Regions from separate parts of the Gossypium hirsutum genome. Here region 1 is linked to region 2. A link is a contact called in public Hi-C data. All regions are on one chromosome and are shown on one strand. The core of a region is the stretch at or near the end of the contact, and the rest is flanking DNA. Distances in the headings are between cores, read along the strand shown. Region 1 holds the start of LOC107897093 (protein SAWADEE HOMEODOMAIN HOMOLOG 2). Region 2 holds the start of LOC107897086 (receptor-like protein kinase HSL1).

Evidence for each region. Hi-C and Micro-C count contacts between places; a contact is called where the count stands out from the background.
Region 1: a Hi-C map of leaf shows a contact between it and region 2, with 1.9 times the contacts expected there. The contact joins the promoter of LOC107897093 here to the promoter of LOC107897086 in region 2. A contact is called at or near these places in 2 of 34 Hi-C or Micro-C datasets (both in leaf).

What each region holds. Positions count from the first base shown.
Region 1 is chrA06:32,443,622-32,449,086 of Gossypium_hirsutum_v2.1, forward strand. LOC107897093 (protein SAWADEE HOMEODOMAIN HOMOLOG 2) reads left to right here and starts at 3,819. Exons shown (of 10, transcript XM_041115751.1): 1 at 3,819-3,960; 2 at 4,040-4,137. The coding sequence starts at 4,069.
Region 2 is chrA06:32,142,277-32,147,288 of Gossypium_hirsutum_v2.1, forward strand. It overlaps LOC107897086 (receptor-like protein kinase HSL1), which reads right to left and starts at 3,440. Exons shown (of 2, transcript XM_016822425.2): 1 at 608-3,440; 2 at 1-498. The coding sequence starts at 3,212. The coding sequence ends at 50. It overlaps LOC107897089 (a long non-coding RNA gene), which reads left to right and starts at 3,008. Exons shown (of 2, transcript XR_001684018.2): 1 at 3,008-3,230; 2 at 3,749-4,058.

The DNA of each region.
Region 1 (5,465 bases), core at 2,569-5,068, 300 kb after region 2:
GTGGCTCACACGGCTTAGGCACACGCCTATGTCGTCTGCCCGTGTGGTTCTAAATCATAAACAGTGAGTTATACGGCCCGAACACACGCCAATGTCCTTACCTGTGTGACTCACACGGCCTGGGCACACACCCATGTTCCTGGTCATGTGGTTCTATAGTGTAAATAGTGAGTTACACAGCCTGGACACACGCCCATGTCTTTACCCGTGTGGCTCACATGGCCTAGGGACACGCCCATGTCCCTGGCTATGTTGCTTCAACAGTCTTGTTTTCTGATAACTGAAAATGCAGAAAAAGAGGGGTTTCGACACCCACCTGATACAGACTCGATACAAGAGCAACAAGGATGAATTCTCGCCCTGGCCAACGAATTAAACTAAAATAAAGAAATCAGACCTTGTACAAAATCAATGTAATGTAACATAGCACAAAAAGAAAAGAACTTGAAACGGTGAAACCAAATTAATAAAGAAGAAAACAATAGCGCAACGTTAGAAAAAAATGAAACAATGTGAAACAAAAAGGGAGTTTTTGTTTTGGGAAAGTCTAATTAACTAAAATAAACTACTCCACAAGGCAATTCAGTAAAAACATCTCTCTGATTTTACCGAGACTCGATCCCAAGTCTAAAAGGTATGTAAATGCTTAACCATTGAACTAGTAGGTTTATTCTTATCATTAGTTTATTGAAAATAAAACTTATGCCATGCGATCAAGAGTAAGGGTTTAATAAAAATAACAAAATTTCAAGGAACAGGGTTCGAACCCAGAACCTCTAAACTAGATCAATTTCCTTGTCAATAAACTCAAAATTGAATGATGACCATACTTGGTTTCCAAAACGTAATTTCTTCTAACCTGATTTTTGGGGTGTTACAAAGAATGACATGGATAAAGTGCTGAGTCATCTTCCCAGAATTTCCATGGAAATTCTGTTGGCAATCAATCTCACCATTTGCCACGACAATTTTTCACTTCCCTTATTTTCCCTCTTCATCTTCTTCCTCTTCCTACACCCGTGTTCACACAAAACCACACATTTCCCCCCCAAGTGATAAAAGTAACAAATAATGCCCATTATATCGCAATCCAAGCTTTATTATGCAATGTTCTAAAAATATCCTAAAAATGCAAATGTATTCACTTAATTACAACCAATTAATTCTATTTAGATGCCTTAAATATAACTCTTTTCAAGAGTTATCATCTTTCAAAACGAAATTTCTCTTAATTTTTTGTTATATCAAAAAGTGAGAGATTGTTAGATTTGATGTCTCAACCTTTTGATATAACAACATTTAAGATAAACTTTTATTTATATTTCTTAAGTCACTTGGTGAAAATAATTATTAAAAATGTTGTTAAACATTTTCAAAGCATTTCAAAGACTTATAAAAGTACTCAAAAACATATTTTAAACGTGTTTTAATTTATCTAAATATTTTTGAGTCAATCCAAAATGTTTTTAAGTGCTTTAACTCATTTTATACAACTATGAGAATTTGTATCGATACTTAGAGGAAGTTCTACCAATAGAAGTAAGTCACAGAGCACTTTAAGCATACCTCTAGACTTTTACTAATACTTAAGGGGACTTCTATTGATATAAGTAAGTCAATAAGCAATCTTTGGATTCTCCTGCATCTTCTACCAAATCCTCAGATTTCTACTGATACAAATGGACTTTTATCGATACATCGAGCTCCAACGGCCATAATTTTGAGACTTCTACTGACACAAGTCCACTTATACTGATACAAGTATATCTGAAATTGCAAATAAGCTCGAATTTAATGATTCCAACAACTAGAATTCATCCCCAATGGCTAGAAACATCCACAAACTTATTCCTTGGTATAAATACAAGTTTAAGACACATCAATGCATAATAGAGACATATCCAAGCATCAAACACAAGAGAATTAACTTAGAATCTTTATTTTCTTCATTTCTCTTGTACATATTGTTGAGAGCTTATGGTAATAACTTTTCTCACTCTTAAATCTTTTTATTTAGAGTTTCAATTTGTAAACACACGGCTACTAGAGATTCATGTTAGTTTGTTCATCTTCTCTTTGTTGTAAAGAGCATACTTAAGGGTTTTGAGGTATAAAACCTTAAGTAGATTGTAAAAGGTTTCTAGTTAAGCCTCAAACGCTAAAGGGTTTTAGTTAAGCCATAAAAACTAGGAGGAATGTTCTATCTTACCGTTGTGAAAAAGATAGGGATTATAAAAGCTATACATTTTTCTTGAAAGGTAACAATTCAAGTATAGTGAATTGGGAAATCCTTGGTTGCAGTATACACTTTTGTGATTATGCTTAAGGAGTCTAAATATATTAACCCTATGTTTGGATAAATAATTAAAAGGAAAAAAAAAGTAAAGGAATGTTAAAGAAAAGATATTTGCGTAGGTTTATTTTGTTTATATAAATAAAAAGGAAAGTAAAGTAATTGAATATTTATAACTTTTATTTGATTAAATTGTAGAGATATTAAGATAATAATTGATTATATGGTTTTTTTTAATTAAGTTCATTTATAAAATAATTAATATAAAAAATTAATAAGATACAAATGTAATTTCACATCTTAAAACTAGCCTTAATTTTTTTTCCCTAACTTTTTTTCCCAATTTAAGGTAATTAAAAATTAAGTAATTTAAGGGAAAATAAGGACAATTTAACTCCTTTTATAAAAGAAACTATACAAAAAGGACAAAAATGTTAATTTCATTTCCTTTCCTTTCCTTAATTTGAATACAATCCAAATATAATATAAGTAATTTTCCATTATAAAAATGGGTTTGTGAGACTTTAATTGTGGAAGCTATTTGTTTTTCTTTAGATTCACATATTATAAGGACTCAAACTTGAAAGATAACTCCACTCATAAATAATTCTACTTGTCTTGAAATTTAATGTATTATTTTATAAGTTTTGCTTGTAAAGATGAGTAAGAAAAATTGAAAAAAAATCTAACATCGATTTGAATTGAGGTTTTTTAGACAGTTTATGAACTATAAGTAAAAAAAAAAATTTACTTCACTCAAATCAAATATTATTTTTTATTTAATTTTTATGACATAATAATAAATATTTTATATTTAAAATAATGAAAATAATTAAAAAAATATATATTTTATAAGAATTAGTAATTTGACTTTTTTTCTTTTGAAATTTTATTGTATAATGATATCCAAAAGCCATAAAATAAAATTAATCTTATTAAAATAAGTCTAATAAATCAAAACATAAAATTAATATTCCAAATTATCACCAACGATTCGAGAAATTCAAAAAACTTGAACGAATTCAACTCCCCTTTATTTGCCGGTATAAATAGGTGGAAGCCCTTTTGTTTTGGATTAGGCAAGACCTGAACCCAATAAAGTTTATACGACGACCCAAGGCCCAAATACGAACAACTCAGTAGGACGCAGCACATAAGGATGAAATTCTATAAGGGTTTAATCATGAATTTCATCTTTCAACTTATAAAAACTCAGAAGTTAGTCCCTCTATTTTTTCAGATTTTGATATTTATATTTTTTGAAAATTAAGAAGTTAATCCACATGTTGAAATTTTTATGTTTTTATTTTTATAATTTGTGCAAAAAATTTGTTGAACTGCTAATATTTCCTTAATTTTTATATTATAAAGTAATGAATTGATGACTTTTAACTGAACAACGTGACGTGATTCAATTGGATTACTATATTTTTGTAAAAAATGAAGACCAAATTTTAATAAATTAAAAATAAAAGAACTAATATTTCAAATTTTATAAATAAAAAGGATGAAATTTATAATTAGAACTTCTGAAAGATTTTTCTGTTTGAATAATTTATAATTCTATAAAAATTGAATCCGAGACTTTGAAAGGCGCTTAAATGGTCATACATACGCTGTACAACACACACAGTCTCTGAAACTTCAAGAATTTAGGGTTCACTAAGGTAAACAAGATTCCTGAATCCCCAAATCGTTTCTCAGTTGCCTCCACCAAGTTTTAAACTTTAAAGTTTGTATTTGAAGAAAGCAAAGGAACTGTTTTGGAGTGTTTAATGGATCGTCTACGCCCAAGGCAGAGACAGAGACAAAGAGCAGCCTTCTCTGGGTTTACAAAACCCGAGGTGAAAAACCATGTCTTTTCTGTTTTAAGTGCCATTTCTTCATCTGGGTAGTTATCAGTTTCTCCATTTGTTAACAAATATGTAGTTTTAGCTGTTATTTTTATTTTTGGGGGTTTATTTTCATGTTCTTTTCTTTTAAAGAAACTTATCAGGATATTGCATTCATATGCTGTTACCAGTTTATGAATGATTAGCTGAGAAATTGAGCTTTAACTTGTGGGTCTAGAGCAAATTGTTGCTTTTTTTCTTCTTCTCATATATCCATATTTCTCAATATAGAAAGCTTCCTTACTTTATTTCTTATTTTTAATATATTGTACCATGTTTATGCTTCTGGTTAGCTCTGGCATACATGTTGATGTTATTTTTAATTCATGAACATATATTCTTTTTTTGTTTATTTTCATGTTCTTTGCTTTTTAAAGATATTTACCAGGATATTGTATTCATATGCTGTCACCCGTAGTTGTTTGTTTATGAATGATTAGCTGAAAAATTGAGCTTTAAATCTGTTGCATGCTTTTTTTTTCTCTTTCATACATGCATGTTTCTAAGTATAGAAAACTTCCTATATTTCTAGATTTTTCATTATTTTTTATTATTTATTATTTATTATTTTATAAATATATTGTCCCATGTTTCTGCTTCTGGTTAGCTCCAGCATTCGCGTTGATGTTTTTTATAATTGGTGAACACATGAAGTTCGAGCTCATGTCTTTATTATGGATCGTGTATGTTATTTTTATGTAGCATTTCTTTATTTTCATAGTTACGAGCTTCTCTGGTTGTTATCAAAGGTGTATATTTAGCTGTAACATTTTTGTTTATTTTTATGTTCTTTTCCCTCAAAGAAAATTATCAGCATATTGTATTCATATGTGCTGTTAGCAGTAGTAGGTTTGTTAATGAATGATTAGTTGCGAAATTGAGCTTCAAATTGTGGGGTTTAGAACAAATGGTGGCTTGCCTTTTTTCCCCCTTTTTCATACATGCATATTGCTCGATATAGAAAGCTTCCTATATTTCTTACCTTTTAATGGATCGTCCCATATTTTTGCTTCCGGTTGGCATGCATACGTGTCAATGTTTTTTGTAATTCATGAACATGTGAAGTTAGAGCTGTTGTCTTGATTCTGGATCTTGCATGTCATAGTTCTGATTCTTTGCATGATGCTTTGTGCATATGTATTAAAATTAGTATCTTTCAACCTTCTGGTTTGACATGGTAATATTGTTCAAGTGTTGTTGATTCTAACCTTTTGCTCTAAGCGAGTCAATGTGATCCTTATATAGAATTTTTGTAGTAGTAACTGTTGAGATATATCATG
Region 2 (5,012 bases), core at 2,190-4,689:
AAATAAACAAGCAAGGCTTACTTTAGAGTCACCGTTGCTATCTGTAGATTCAGACGACATAAATCATGCTGTCATCTTCCTCGGATCCCTTCTTACTGTGCTTGTAACTGGAAAAATAAGCATCAGTGTCTCTGCCTAGACGTGGAGCTACTTCAAATTCACTTCCCACTTTTTTGGCTGCATGACCATCAGGAAAAGAACAGCTACGAAGGATATTCGAAACTTCATTCATGGAAGGCCTGGTAGAAGGTGATGCATGTGTACAGAGGATTCCTACTTTGTATACCAGTATCATTTCCTCCAAGTAGGATGGTTCTTTGACCTCTGGATCAAGTATTTCTATTGGCTTATCCTCTGAGAAGTGCTGCCATGCCCATTCTACCAAGCTCATATTCTCGTCTATGTTGTTGGCTTTTCTACCCGTCACCAATTCCAGCAGTACCACTCCAAAGCTGTAAACATCAACCTTTGCATTCACTTTTGTTGTATATGCATACTCTGCAATGCAAATGACAACTTTGTGTTAAAGGGATGCTGCAATCTTTCTGATTCAAAAGATAGTTGAGATTCGTAAGGGGACAACTGTAATGATTTTGAGTGCTTTTACCTGGGGCGAGGTAACCGACAGACCCTGCAATTGCTGATATTGTTTGAGAACTTGCATGCCTAGTTAGCATCTTAGCAAGTCCAAAATCTGCAATTTTTGCATTGAATTCAGAGTCCAACAAGATATTGCTAGACTTCACATCACGATGGATGATTGGTGTAAGGCACTCATGGTGCATGTAGCATAGCCCCTGAGCAGCTCCAACTGCAATTCGCAACCTTCTTGGCCAGTCTAATATAGCATGGTGGATTGAACTCGTCCCTGACACTGAGCTTCTTTTATTCCCATGAAGCCATCTATCAAGGCTCTGGTTTTCCATGTACTCGTATACCAGCAGCTTTGAATCTTCACTGGAAATGCAACATAATAACTTCACTATGTTGGAATGGCGAATGTTGCTCAATATTTCAACTTCTGCTAAGAACTCTTTCTCAAGCTTGTGATCCACTCTTTTGCTATTCCAAATTTTCTTCACGGCAACAGATTCGCCTGAATGGCTTATGACAATTTGATAAACTTTCCCAGAGCCACCACTTCCAATGAGATTGTTATCAGTCAAGTTGGACAGTATGTTTCTCTTTGTGAAGTCCAATCTCTGGAATGAGGTCAACTTCCATGTTGCTAGATACTCTTGACGCTTTCTCCTCTTATAGTCTTGAACTAGGAAGAAGGTCAATATAAGGATAACTGTGGAAGCAATGATGGCAAGTGCTACAATCATGGCAAGGTATTTAGACGACAGTCTCTTGGGCTGATGGAGTTCGGAATAGCAGTCTGGAAGCTTCAGAATTGGATGATCTGCACATAAATCAGCATTTTTCAGGAAACTGCTTTCATATACAAGGTTATTTAACTGCTTGGGAATCCTTCCAACAAGTTGATTGGATGACAAGTTGAGTGAAGTCAGCGTCAGGTTGCCTATTTCAGGAGGAATTTGACCAGAGAATTGGTTTTCAGATAAATCCAAGTTCAGCAGATCAGGTAAAGACCCGATCGCAACAGGGATTTGACCATAAAGCTTGTTATTGGAGACATCTAATGTAGTTAACGATCTCCATGAGATTATTTCAGATGGTAGTTCACCGGAAAAATTGTTACCATCGAGAAGCAGAGTATCGAGGCGAGAAAGAGCTGTTATCTCCTTTGGAATTTTGTCTGAAAATAAGTTGTTGCTCGCTTTAAAGACGACCAAATTTGACCAAGATGCAATTCCGGTTGGGATTTCACCAGAGAACTTGTTGTCACTGATTTCCACCCTTGACAAATTCCATGCAACTCTACTTGGTAGTTTTCCCGAAAAGGAATTGTTTGTTAGCATCAAGCTCGACAAATTGAAAGCCATCCACAGATGTCGAGGAATCTCACCAGAGAACTTGTTGTTGTGAAGTTGAACAGTGCGCAAAGTAGGACAATTTCCAAGCGACTCTGGTATTTGCCCACTGAGATTGTTTGTAAATGCAACCACTCCTTGTAGGACACCACCAGCACATAAATTTTCAGGCAGTTGGCCACTGAATTGATTCTCTGACACTTCGAATCCTAAAAGCTTTGAGTGAAGGCCGAATTCCGGTGGCAAGACTCCGCTCAATCTGTTCCGGAAAACACGAAAATCACCCAAAGCAGGAAGTCGACCAATGCCTGTTGGTATCCCTCCTGTTAACTGATTCGCAAACAGGTTTAGAAACCCCAAATGCTGCAGCTTTCCGAAGTCTTCAGGAATGGAGCCTGTCAAGTTATTCACCGAAAGATCGATTTCAATCAGATTCAATGCATCGATGGTTTCGGGTATCCCACCGGACAGCTTATTGTGGAAGAGATAAAGAATTGTTAAATTCTTCAAGGAGAACATCATACTAGGAATGGGGCCTTCCAAATTGTTTATAGCTAGGTCCAAGTGCTGTAGACTGGAAAGATTGTTGAAACTTTCAGGGATTTCACCAATCAAATTGGTTTCTCTCATCCATAAGTACTTCAACTTGCTCATCTGACCGAACTCTAGTGGTATTTTCATGGGGACAAACTTGTTATAAGCCATCTCCAAAACCTCAAGGTTGGTCAAGTTTCCAATTTCTCTAGGAAATGTTCCATTGAACTGATTGCGGTATATCTGCAAGGCTTTCAACTCCGGTAATCTTCCAATACTTGGTGGAATATTACCGGAAAAATTGTTGCCACTAATATCCAAGTAAACCAGAGACGACAATCGGTCAATATCATCAGGGATTGGACCAACAAAATAGTTTTGAGAAAGGTCTAAGAATTTAAGCTTTGAACAACTGTAGAGGATTGGGAACTCTCCAGGGATGAAATTGTCGCAAAGGTCAAGGACAGTGAGGTTTTTAAGGTCACATATTGTTGGAGGAACTCTTACTGTGATGTTTTTGTCGCGGAGATGAACTTCAGTAACTGAACCATCGGTGCAGTTGATCTCCGGCCAAGTACACGGTGGGGATGATGAGTTCCAGGATCCAATGGAGGGTGGATTGCCGAGCTGTTGTTTAAGTTTGAGAAGAAGGGTTCGTTCAGCGTTGATGTCTTGTGAAATGGCTTTGAAGGGCGTGGAGAGGAAGAGGAGGAAGAGAAAGGATAAGCATAATACAGACATTTTCTGGATATTGGACAGGTACTTGCTTTCCTTCTTTCTGGAAAAGGGCTGGTTTTTTAACTTTCATGGGTGAGCACGGCCCTGCCTGGGCTCACTCTTATAAGCAAGCTTTGGGTTCTGTTTAGTATAGACTTTCAGGTTCAGATTTCAGACTGTGAATCAGTTCTGGTCGCAACTGGTAAGAGTTTGGTCTTTACACGCATTAATTTTAATCATTTTCTACTATTGCCATTGCTTTTACTCTACAACCATTCTTACTTAAATATACGAGTTTTTTATTTTTTTTATTTTCTGTGAAATGTTTTAATCTCACAAATGAAGCTAAAAGAACTCTTATTAATTGAATTTTTTTACTCTACTTTTGACACTTACCTTTTTGACCTTGCTTTTGCTTGTGAATTCTGCTGGGAGTGTAACAAATGATTTTTCGTATAGATATATATCTTATTTGATAAATAAATCCATTTACTGTGGATTTGTTTTTACTTTCTCTCCTCTTGCGTAATGTTTGAGTCTTCACGCTGTTTGAATGACAGTTTCGCAATTAGTAGCAAATATACGAGGATTTTGGTAAAAAGATAGTTGGTGGAACAGTCAACCATCATGCTCTGCCCTGGTGCGCTGCTTGTTGACTAAAATGAAACCTACAAAAGAGTGAAGCGAAAGCATAGGCCCAGCCATTGAAAAGCTTTTATGGAGTAGTGGGCGAGTCAAGCGTTAGAAGTATTGGGTCAACACGATGTATATATAAAAAAGTAGAATTTGGCAATTTGCGGGAAACTTCCTATTTTGTTAATTTCTTTGTTTGAATCTTACTTTTACCAAAACCCATTCTTTTATTTTCCATTGGCTACCATTAGTTGTAATTTAAATTATAATATATATATTATATCTATAGGTCAAAATATGCAATAAATTTTTGTACTATTTCTAAATTTGAAATTTAATTTATACTTTTATATTGAAAAATTTAGTACTTTATTTTTTAAGTTTCAAAATTTAAGTATAATTGTTAACATAATTAAAATTATTTTGTCAAATTCAAGTTCCTTTAATTTTAATCTAAATAAAATGTCACATTAATAAATTCAATAAAAGATTTAACGATATAAAAAATTAGATATAAATTTTAAAATTTAATAAGTAAAAATATTAAATTTTTTAAAATAAAAGTATAATAAATAAATTTTAAATTTATAAATAGTACAAAGAGTTATAATATATTTTAATCATATTTATATTATAATATTTTAATCATATTTATATTATAATAGAATGTGGGCCTGAATTATTTCCTTTTTGTTAATGTCCGCGTGAATTTGATGTTAAGTAACATCATTGAATTAAACAAAGAATTTGTATTTTATAAATTAAGTAATTGTATGCATAATGATAATCATGTTATTTAAATTCATATACTATCTGTGTGCTGCCAATAGACTTGATTTTTGTAGTTTATTTTTAAAAATTTGTATTCGATTATTTAGATTGGTACTTTCGTACTAATATAATTAGTTTGTATTTAAGGGCGAAGTCAAAACAACTTTTTAGGGGGTCAAATGAAATTTTAATTTTTTATAGTTTATATCTTTATAAAATTTAAAGGATTAAATTAAATTTTTATAATTTTAAAGGGGGTTAAAATATAATTTTATTTTTATTAATCTAAAATTTTTAAAAAAATTTGAGAGCCTAAATAACAATTTTCTATTTTAGAGGGGCCAGGGCCCTGCCAGCCCCCCTAGATTCGCCTCTATTTGTACTAGCGTATAATTGATTGTCAATTTTATGGTGACATGT